2 separate regions of the Triticum aestivum genome follow, and region 2 is linked to region 1. Evidence: chromatin contacts called from public Hi-C data. All regions are on one chromosome and are shown on one strand. The core of a region is the stretch at or near the end of the contact, and the rest is flanking DNA. Distances in the headings are between cores, read along the strand shown.

The links. Hi-C and Micro-C count contacts between places; a contact is called where the count stands out from the background.
Region 2: a Hi-C map of leaf shows a contact between it and region 1, with 5 times the contacts expected there. The contact joins the promoter of LOC123144478 here to the enhancer-like site in region 1. A contact is called at or near these places in 2 of 5 Hi-C or Micro-C datasets (both in leaf).

Annotation. Positions count from the first base shown.
Region 1 is chr6D:208,549,176-208,554,286 of IWGSC CS RefSeq v2.1, reverse strand. No RefSeq gene overlaps it. Among protein-coding and RNA genes, the nearest start is that of LOC123144476, 41 kb to the right of the region's middle. Within about 2 kb of position 1,311, at least 1 of the 8 cell types and tissues checked has an H3K27ac peak or open chromatin away from gene starts, as enhancers often do. A contact at or near this core is called in leaf, where this site is marked.
Region 2 is chr6D:208,732,718-208,737,452 of IWGSC CS RefSeq v2.1, reverse strand. LOC123144478 reads left to right here and starts at 1,496. Exons shown (of 1, transcript XM_044563634.1): 1 at 1,496-2,565. The coding sequence starts at 1,600. The coding sequence ends at 2,178.

The sequences.
Region 1 (5,111 bases), core at 62-2,561:
ACGCAATTTGCAAGGCAGGCAGAGGGGACACTACCTTATTTTGGTCAGATAACTGGTCTGGTCAACCACTCCTTCTCACTTACCCTGAGTTACACTCCTTTGCAATAAACAGAGACATCTCTTTGTCCAAGGTACTTGAGCATACAGATACCAGTCAACACTTCCATAGACCATTATCTCTATAGGCTTATCAGCAATTCAACTCTTTGAATGACCTTATTGACAACATAGAAGCAAATGATACACAAGACAAATGGACTTATTCATGGACCACCACACATTATTCATCCATGAAAATGTACAAAGTAATCATTGGGGCAACACAATTCTCACAGTATATTTAAGCAACTGTGGAGCACTTCATGCATACTTAGACACAAGATATTTTTCTGGATGTTATTACATGATAGGGTGAATACAAAGAATCTGTTACAACGATATTTTTCTGGATGTTATTACATGATAGGGTGAATACAAAGAATCTGTTACAACGTAAAAGTATGTACCTGGACAATTACAACTGTGTTCTATGTTCACACAAGAATGAGGAAACACTACTTCATCTATTCTGGAATTGCCCATTTGCACTCGGATGTTGGGATTTTATTATACCTGACAAGCAAAGAGGTATATCAACATATGATGAAATCAACCTATCTTTGCCGCAACTTCCAGGAGAAATTGCTTTGGATATCATTATCATGGGATGTTGGAGTATATGGTCAGTGAGGAATGATAAAATCTTTAGATCAGCAGCCCCTCATATGAACACCTGGAAGTATTATCTGAATGAAGGCATGTGGACAGCAGAACCAAAAGCAAAGCATAGCAAAGCAGAAAGGATCAGAACCCGTGTAGCACGAAACCTTTAATATAAGCATTTTATGTTTCCTAGAACTGGCACTGGTTGAACTAATTGTATTTCCTTGTATATATTTTATTTAATGAAAATACCTCAGAACGACTCTTGCACGGTTTCGGCTAAAAAAACAGTTTTGCTAAAGCACATCTAGATGTGTTCTAAATATTGCACATCTAAATCCTATGTCATTGATTTTACGCTAAGATTCGTGCAAGCATTTTTTTTGTCTTTTTTCATTTTCTTTCTAATTTGATTGAGTCACTAGGGCACATCTGGATGTGCCCTAAACAGACAAAAAAAATAGCCCCCTCGGCCTTTTGTCGGTTTTACCAAAATATCACATGGAAACGTCAACTTATATGACAGATTTTTTTAGATGATGCAGTGTACCACATGATGGCGCTTACGACAGTTCCCACAGAAGCGTGCTGCTCATGGTGACTGCAGATTACTGAGCAGAGAAGCGCCTGTCCATGATCAGCCTCCCGTCCTTTTCTCGAGTCCCGACTTGGGCTCTCGTTGTCTCTCGGCGATGGATGGGCGGCGTTTTCTCCACGGTGAGAGCAACCGGGGCGCTTGCTTGTTGGATAGCCAGCGATGTATGTACCCTGGGTCTGATGCGTGCAGCTCAACGTTTTGCCAACCTCCAAAACCTTATCGCACACACGCACAGTTGCGTCCTGTTTCGTGACCGCAAAGTTGGTGTCAGGCTTGAATGCCTCGGTTGGCGGTTGAAGATATTGGCGACAGCAGGTTGCGCAAGCAGAGTTCCGTTGATAAGTCAATCGGATGTTAATGGCCTAATCCATCAGGTGATGCTGAGTCGTGCCATCTTCCGGGATGATGCCGTTGCCCCACCTAGCCTAGCCATGCTTAAACCGTGCCTTTGTGTTGTGATTACGGATTTACAACGGGAAATCTAAATCTAGAGCTGTGCCTGTCCGAATGCACCTGTGGCCGTGTCAGGCCAACTCAAATATCAAATCCGAGGAGATAGTCGTGCACTGGCTATTGCATGATGGCCACTAATCCTATTGCTAAGGCCTCCATCACGGGGTTCGGTCGGTCACAAATCTGTAATCACTCACCGACTAGTTCCATGTCCCTGTTTGGGGTATATTTGTTTCTGCCTGCACTGTTTGAGATTAAAGAAAACACCGAGTTCCTGTTGCTTTTACAATGTTGATCCATCGTCTTCCAGGGTTCTTTTGACACCTGCCTTGGCTCTCACCGATCGCCAAACCTGACCCGCCCGGAAAAGAACACCACATGCCGCGCATCTGCCTTCAGTGTTAAATAAACTAACGTCATGATCAAGACTTCTCAGTATTTTTGTTTCTCCCGGGCAGGCTGAGTCGACCGATCACGTAAAAGACATAAGAAAAAACAAAATAAAAATAAACAACAAAGACAAAGACAGACAATTGTAAAGCAGATTGTTATATCAAAGTTTGCCTAAGTCATAATCTCACTCTTCACATCATAATATCCTATATACAAATTTATTTATCACACCATGCAAGCACGTCACCTCACCATACAATTACAAATGTGGTAAGACTCATCTTAACCAAAAGTCCTCTTTTCTCCGAATAATGAGCTCGGGATGAACAGTAGAATCCAAAACAAAGAAAAAAAACAAACAAATATTTTGTGTGATTGACAAATTTCAGCATGAAAATGACATTCGTGGAAGTCATGGGAAAAATCGACACCCAAATTGCTTTTAAAAATAGCATTTTTGAAGCATTGATTTTTATTGACGACTTCCAGAAATGTCACTTCATGATAAACTTTTGCAAGTACACAAAACATTTGTCAAACTTTACAAAAAAATCAGATTTCTTTTATTTTGCTTTTTTTTATTTTACTATTCATCAAGGACCATTTGAGTACTACGCGTCTCATCTTTAACATACAACCATGCATGGGAAAATACCCACTATAGCATTCAACCATGCATGGGGAAAATATTTTCCATTTGATTATTCTACTTACATTCAATATTATTACAACTATACATAATCAAATATAGTAAGTCATATGTCTTTTAACTTTTGGTTATCATGTTATCAATCCAAATTTTAATCAACCAATACTCGTAGCAACGAGTGGGGCATTCTCTAGTTAATCAATGTTTTTACTGAAAATAGAAGATGAAAAAACAACTTTTCTCAAGGTTTTTCTTCGTAAATGACGATAACTTATATTGAAGCATCAAGGGGATTGACGAGGATCTCGGATACTGACAACCAGGAGGTCCCAAGATTTTGACGTCGAAGACCTGGAGGCTCAGGATTTTGACAGTTTGAGCGGGCCTAAAGGACAAGATGTGGTTCGACACTACTCGATAGAGCCATCCTGAGCGCAGGGGCACTACCCGTGGCATGTAACCCTAACACCTAACTTGGCCAAGTATATAAGGCAAACTAAGGGCCTCACGATGCAAGGAACAATCAACTCCGGGAAACCCTAGAGTTAGGTCCTCCCCACCTACCTCTCTCCGTTGCTAGGTTGAGAGGCTTGTTGTAAGGGCATTTTTATCCCTTAGTTGGTTTTGGTGATTGATGACAATGCTTTTGCGGACTAATCATGTGCATTGAATATTTCAGATATATTGACTAGGCACAAGATGATTGGGTTCCCCTCGAAGGCTATACAAGACGGCGTTTCTCTTCGGTTCTTTTCGGTGGTATTGAGTCGTAGGGAAGCCGTAGTATTAAGAGGGGTCCGCGTTGGAAAGGTTGGGTGGATTCATCACGTACACATCTTCCTTTGCACCTCCTTTCCTCTAGCCTTTGGAGCATCCTATGTTTTCCTTGTCTATGCAAATATTGCTCTTGTTTGCCGAACTAGGGGGTGCGGTAGTACTGCTCGTCAGAGCGGTAGTACAGCAGGACCTTGCGGTAGTACCGCCCGCTGGTGCGGTAGTACCGCAATGACCCACGGTAGTACCGCTTCTAGTAAGCGGTAATACCGTGGTCCCTGCTTAGTTCCGCAAGTACGCGGCAGTAAGGGGCGGATGTAATTTTTTACATCCGCGCCTCGCGCGGTAGTACCGCGGCTGGCTTATGGTACTACCGCGTCGGGTTTTTGCATCGACTCCAACTCCGCGGAAGTAGCCACGGATGTAATTTTTTATATCCGTGCCTTCCCATCCCTGGACAGCCCCTGCCTTGCGGTAGTACCGCGCCAGCAGTACTACCGCCCTCTGCCTTAATGCATGTGTGGCTGTTTTGGTCTCTGCTGCGTGGGCGGTAGTACCGCGGGGCTCTGCGGTAGTATCGCGTGCCCTTGCGGTAGTATCGCGTGCCCTTGCGGTAGTACCGCGCCTCAGGTGCGGTAGTACCGCGTGCCCCTGCGGTAGTACCGCGCCTCAGGTGCGGTAGTACCGCGCTGCGCAGGCTGAGTTGGTGGATAACGGTTGGATTTGTTCTTCCACTATATAAGGGGTGTCTTCCTCCTCTAGTTGACTACCTCTTCCACCTCCAAGCTTCATTGTTGCTCCAAGCTCCATTTTCGCCCGATCTCCTTCCCTAGCCAATCAAACTTGTTAATTCTCTAGGGATTGGTTGAGAAGGCCCCGATCTACACTTCCACCAAGAGATATTTGAATCCCCCCACTAATCCCTTGTGGATCTTGTTACTCTTGGGTGTTTGAGCACCCTAGACGGTTGAGGTCACCGCGGAGCCATAGTCCATTGTGGTGAAGCTTCGTGGTATCGTTGGGAGCCTCCAATTAAGTTGTGGAGATTGCCCCAACCTTGTTTGTAAAGGTTTGGTCGCCGCCTCCAAGGGCACCAATAGTGGAATCATGGCATCTCGCATTGTGTGAGGGCGTGAGGAGAATACGGTGGCCCTAGTGGCTTCTTGGGGAGCATTGTGCCTCCACACCGCTCCAACGGAGACGTACTTCCTCTCAAAGGGAAGGAACTTCGGTAACACATCCTCGTCTTCACCGGCTCCACTCTTGGTTATCTTGTGCCTTTACTTGTGCAAGCTTACTTGTGCTTTATCTCTTGCTTGCATGTATGCTTATTGTTGTTGCATCATATAGGTTGCTCACCTAGTTGCATATCTAGACAACCTACTTTGATGCAAAGTTTAAATTGGTAAAGAAAAGCTAAAAATTGTTAGTTGCCTATTCACCCCCCCCCCTCTAGTCAACTATATCGATCCTTTCACTTGTAATCCAAGAAACATAGCCCCCATGCAATACAACACTAGAGGCAGGAGTGTGGTCTTATCT
Region 2 (4,735 bases), core at 247-2,746, 180 kb before region 1:
CGACCCCAATCTCTGCACAGTCCGGCGATGCCGACGTGGCGCATTCATGGCGTGAGGGGGAGGGGAGAGAACCAGGCGGTGGTTCCGGCGGAGGTGGCGGCGGCGGCGGTAGCATCTCCGCCCCCTTGACGCTGTGTAGTCTTTTAGCAAACAAGATGGAACCCTTAAAAAAATGGGGGAGAATTTCACTTCCCCGGCCTCTGCACCAACTAGGGATGCATACGACCATTTTAGTATGAGTACCATGTTGCATCACCTGTCAATTCTAGGAATTGAACTCGGGTCGTTAGACTGCACAACCGCATGCCCAACCACTGAGCCAAGGCTCTCTTTGCAGAGTATTATATATGTAAGTCATCTTCTCGAGTCTTCTCTTTCTTTAGTAACGAGAGGTAAACAAACTCATGCCACTACAAACAAAATTTTATTTTATTTTCTAATTAGTTTTTCTTCTTAATGTACACCTTTCTGTTAAGCTTTTTGTAACACTATCATCGCGCGGCAACGCGCGGAGTATTATCTAGTTACAGAAGAGATAGCGCATCAAATAATTCTATTGCGTAAGCGAGCTCCACGGGAGCTCATCGATGTCGCCACATGCCTAACCTTGCGAGCGGTCGGGCGAGGAGGTGTCTGTGGCCCCTGCCACGCCACCCCTTCCCCTAGAGGGCACCACCGTGGCATGAACAGTGACCCCAACCACTGGTTACAAGGTGAGAGCGGCCAGCTGCCTTAGCAATGGCTGAGAGGAAGAAGGGATAAAAAGAAATCAGAGTGACTAGCACTCCCACTCCCCGCCCGGGATCAACATCGTTTAACTTTGAGTAATATATTTAGGTGGAGGGACTCCTCCCCGGTAATTCTAAAAAAAAAACAGCGTTTAGGGTTTAGGGACTGTAAAACCCGGAGTGTGAGAGCAAGTCAGATTTCGAGCCCTCACGACATCATATTGTTTAAGCAGGTTTGGCATATTTTAGATGAAAACAACGTCCGAGAAACCTTGTGCCTTTCTCTGATATTGAAAGCAGAACCCACCGCAAAAGCTCCATTCCCTGCCATCCTGCTGGTTCGATCAAAAAGCACTGTAGAAACCCCTACACTCCCACGGTTGTTTTCGTCCGCCCTATGATCTGTGCACACGCAGACAAAGCAAAAATCTCACGCTTCTCTTGGGCTGCCCAATGATTTCTGCGCACGCACGCAAAGCAAAAAAATCTCATCCTGGCGTAGTGCGTTAGGCCAAAAGAACATCAGAAAACGAACGAATGAACCGAGCTCACACTACCAGCAGCAAGCAGCAATGCCGCCGTCCCTGTCCCTAGGAAACTGAGAGAGAAAGCTATCAATCCGACCCTGGGCTAGGAACCGGTCTGCTACGATCCAAACCATATACTGTACTTACTATACTGTAGCAGCGTGCACCGTTCCGTGCAACATGTCTGGCCGAGCCGATCAACACTTGGAACCCGCACCCACTTTTATAAAAAGGCTCCATCTGCCTGCTTGGCGCCACCAGCCCGCCATCAGTTCCTCACGCCAGAGCTCCGCGGACAAGAGAGTGACCACACCCGCGCGAACACGTAGGCGGAGCGGTACAAGATGCCAATGGAGAGGTCGGTGTCGCTGGCCGAGAGGAGCACCGCCGCCGCCGCCGCGCCGGCCAACGACCTCCGGTGCCACAGCGCCTCCTACGCCGTCTCCTACGCGCCCACCAAGGTGCAGCGCGCCAGGAGCACCACCTCCCTGTCGCGCCCCGTGGCGGCGACCGCCGTGCAGCGGAGCGGCAGCACGAGGACCGTCTCCGGCGCCGGCCCCACCCCGGGGCTGAACCTCCGGTGCTACAGCGCCTCCTACGCGGCCTCCTACAAGCCTTTCTCCGACGGCGCCGCCCAGGCCAAGGGGCCCAACGCCGCCACCACCACCGCAGCCACCTGGTCCTCCACCGGCCGCCGCTCCCTCAACCTGAGGAGCTACACCCCCTCCTTCTCGGCATTGGTGGACAACGAGGCCCCGGCCCCGGCCCCGGCCAAGACGGACGAGGCGGAGGCGGAGCTGCAGAGGAAGAAGCGGCTGGTGGCCTACAAGGTGTACGACGTGGAGGGCAAGGTGAAGGGGTCGGTGCGGCGCAGCGTCAAGTGGATCAAGGTCAAGTGCTCCCGCGCCGTCTACGGCTGGTGATGAGCCGGCGATCCGTCCATCCAGGTTGCTCTGCCTCCGTCTGCTCCCGGTACGACTTGTTGTGCAGCTGAGCTATACAGTAGTACAGTACGTATGAGCGCGCGCGTCTTGATCTTCTCTGCCCTTCTGCTTCCTCCTTTTTCTTTCATCTTCTTGTAGTAGGATTTTTGACGGTTTGTTTGTGTGGCATACGTACAGTAGTGTGAGCGGCGCTTCTCCTGGTGTCCTTCTTGTTGGCCACCGAGAGAAGCTTGCCTGTGTTGTCCTTGTACATACGGATCCTTTCCTTCCCTTGTACCATCATCTGCTTTGTAATATAGACACTATGTAGAATAAGATTGTGTCAGATGTAAATGACATACACATACTGTTACTACGACTAGACTACATACTGGCCATGTTTCTTGTGATTACTACTCAACTGACTCCACCGATGTTTACTGAGGCTACGCTCCACTCTTCTCCCCTCCTGATATAACTGTGTCATGTTCTTGAGATGAAACACCAAAGAGGAAGTTCGCTAGTACAGTTGGTCAGCTGAAATGCTAGTACAGGTGTGCGAAAAAAGGCAGGCCGTGCCCACTGAATTCCGGATTCTCTATGGCTATGGCTTGAAGGAATGGATTCTCATTCTTTGGCGATGCCCCTGCACAAGCACAATCATCATCTTCGGTTACAAACATTCGGCGTGATCTGGCGCTGTGGGATTTCTCTTGCGAACCTGCAAGTGCAACTGAAAGGAACCCAATTCCAGGACGAATCATGCACTCTGTTCCTAAATACTACCTCCGTTCTAAAATAAATGTCTTAACTTTGTACTAATTTTTTTTACTAAACTTGAAACACATATTTTATGGCGGAGGGAGTATAAATATAAGACGTTCTAGCAGTTCAAATCATCTGGATATGTTTAGGAACAGAGAAGATAATGTAATATAAAGTGGTATGGTGATGTACACTAGTCCACTGCAGTACAGGTGTGATTCTGCCCGTCACTTCTTCTGAGCAATTTGACCAGGTCATTCCCCAACTGTTCCCTTTGTCTGCGTGGTGCAATTCAAGCCCACACAGAAAAAGCAGGTTGGGCCTGAATGGGTGATTGCTCAGTTGACATGCCTTTGCTTGAATCGTCGCTTGCAAGACTTGAATTCTCCATGACTTCTTTTTTGCCGATATGGTCGCTAATTAGTCCATGGGTTTCTACTCCTAGTGAGATGGCCTGCCTTTTGCCGATTGCTTGAACCATTTGGGACGAGCGTCCAGTTCACGCCTTTCGCAACGTCTACATCCTGCCGACAATCATCTTCACGTATGTGGAGCCTGACAAGGCAATCTGTGTCTAGGCGCGGCGCATCATCTGGAGTACTATATTATACCGGGGGAAGAAAAGGTGGGCATTGTATGTTTAAAACTCTACTTAGTTGATGAAAAGGAGCAAGCTTCTTGCCTCCGTTTTAGAAAGAAGTTAACATTTGGCTTTAGGACATCTTCAAAGCCGGCCCTCAAATCGCCCGTAAACATTTGAACCGTACTGTCTGGATGCAGCTTATCATGCAACGTTGTCCTGCATATGTATGTGGACTCGTCTAGCTATCCGAAATCCTGCAAACCGGACGCAAAGTTATGGGAGCTTTGCGGGCGTCCGGACATCCGATTTGCCAATAAAAAACCACCACGTACCCCTCTTCTCTCCATCCCGATGGCGGAAGTCGCTGCTATTAGGCTTTGGCGGAAGGATGCTACTAGCATGTTTGAGATTTGGCGGAAGCCACTATTTTTTTCATGCATTCACTCATTATTTTTTTAGCCGAAACCGTAGAACAATCGTTCTACGGTAATTTTCATTACAAAATGCAACAAAGTACAAATATTACATGACATGCCATGTCCGAGCTAGAAAGTCAACCAATACCGGTTCTATGAAACATCATAATGATTACAAATGAAGTGTTATCCAATTACTGATCATCGTGGCCTTTTCATGCTTAGCTCGAATAGTAGTGATCTGTAGACTTTCTCTTAGGTAGAATTTCCAAGTATCTAGATGGATCGGTGCCCGTCTGAAGATCTTATCATTCCTTGTAAGCCAGATGCTCCAGCAACCCAAAATCATAATTTCCATTGCAATATCTGTCGGCAGCTGATCCAGAGTGAGGAGTATTTCATCGTAGGTAGAGATGCCTTTGACTTTGGAGGGAGTGATAACATTCCAACAGGTCCACGCAAATGGGCAGTCCCAAAATAGGTGGAGAGAAGTGTCCTCCGTGCCATCCCCACATAGAGCACAATTGTAATCCTCAAGATACATGCTTCTGCGATGTAGCATGTTTCTGGTACTGATCCTATCATGGAGAAGGAGCCAGAAGAAAATTTTATGTCTGAGCCGACACGCCGTATTCCAAAGCTTCTTAAAAATGACGTGAGCTGTGCTTGGTCCCATGATCACTTTGTATAATTTCATAGAGGAAAATTTGGTAGAGATACCACCAGTATACCAGTAGTCTCTATCAGCTGTGGATGATCTGTTCATGATGATCCCTTCAATGACATTAAACTG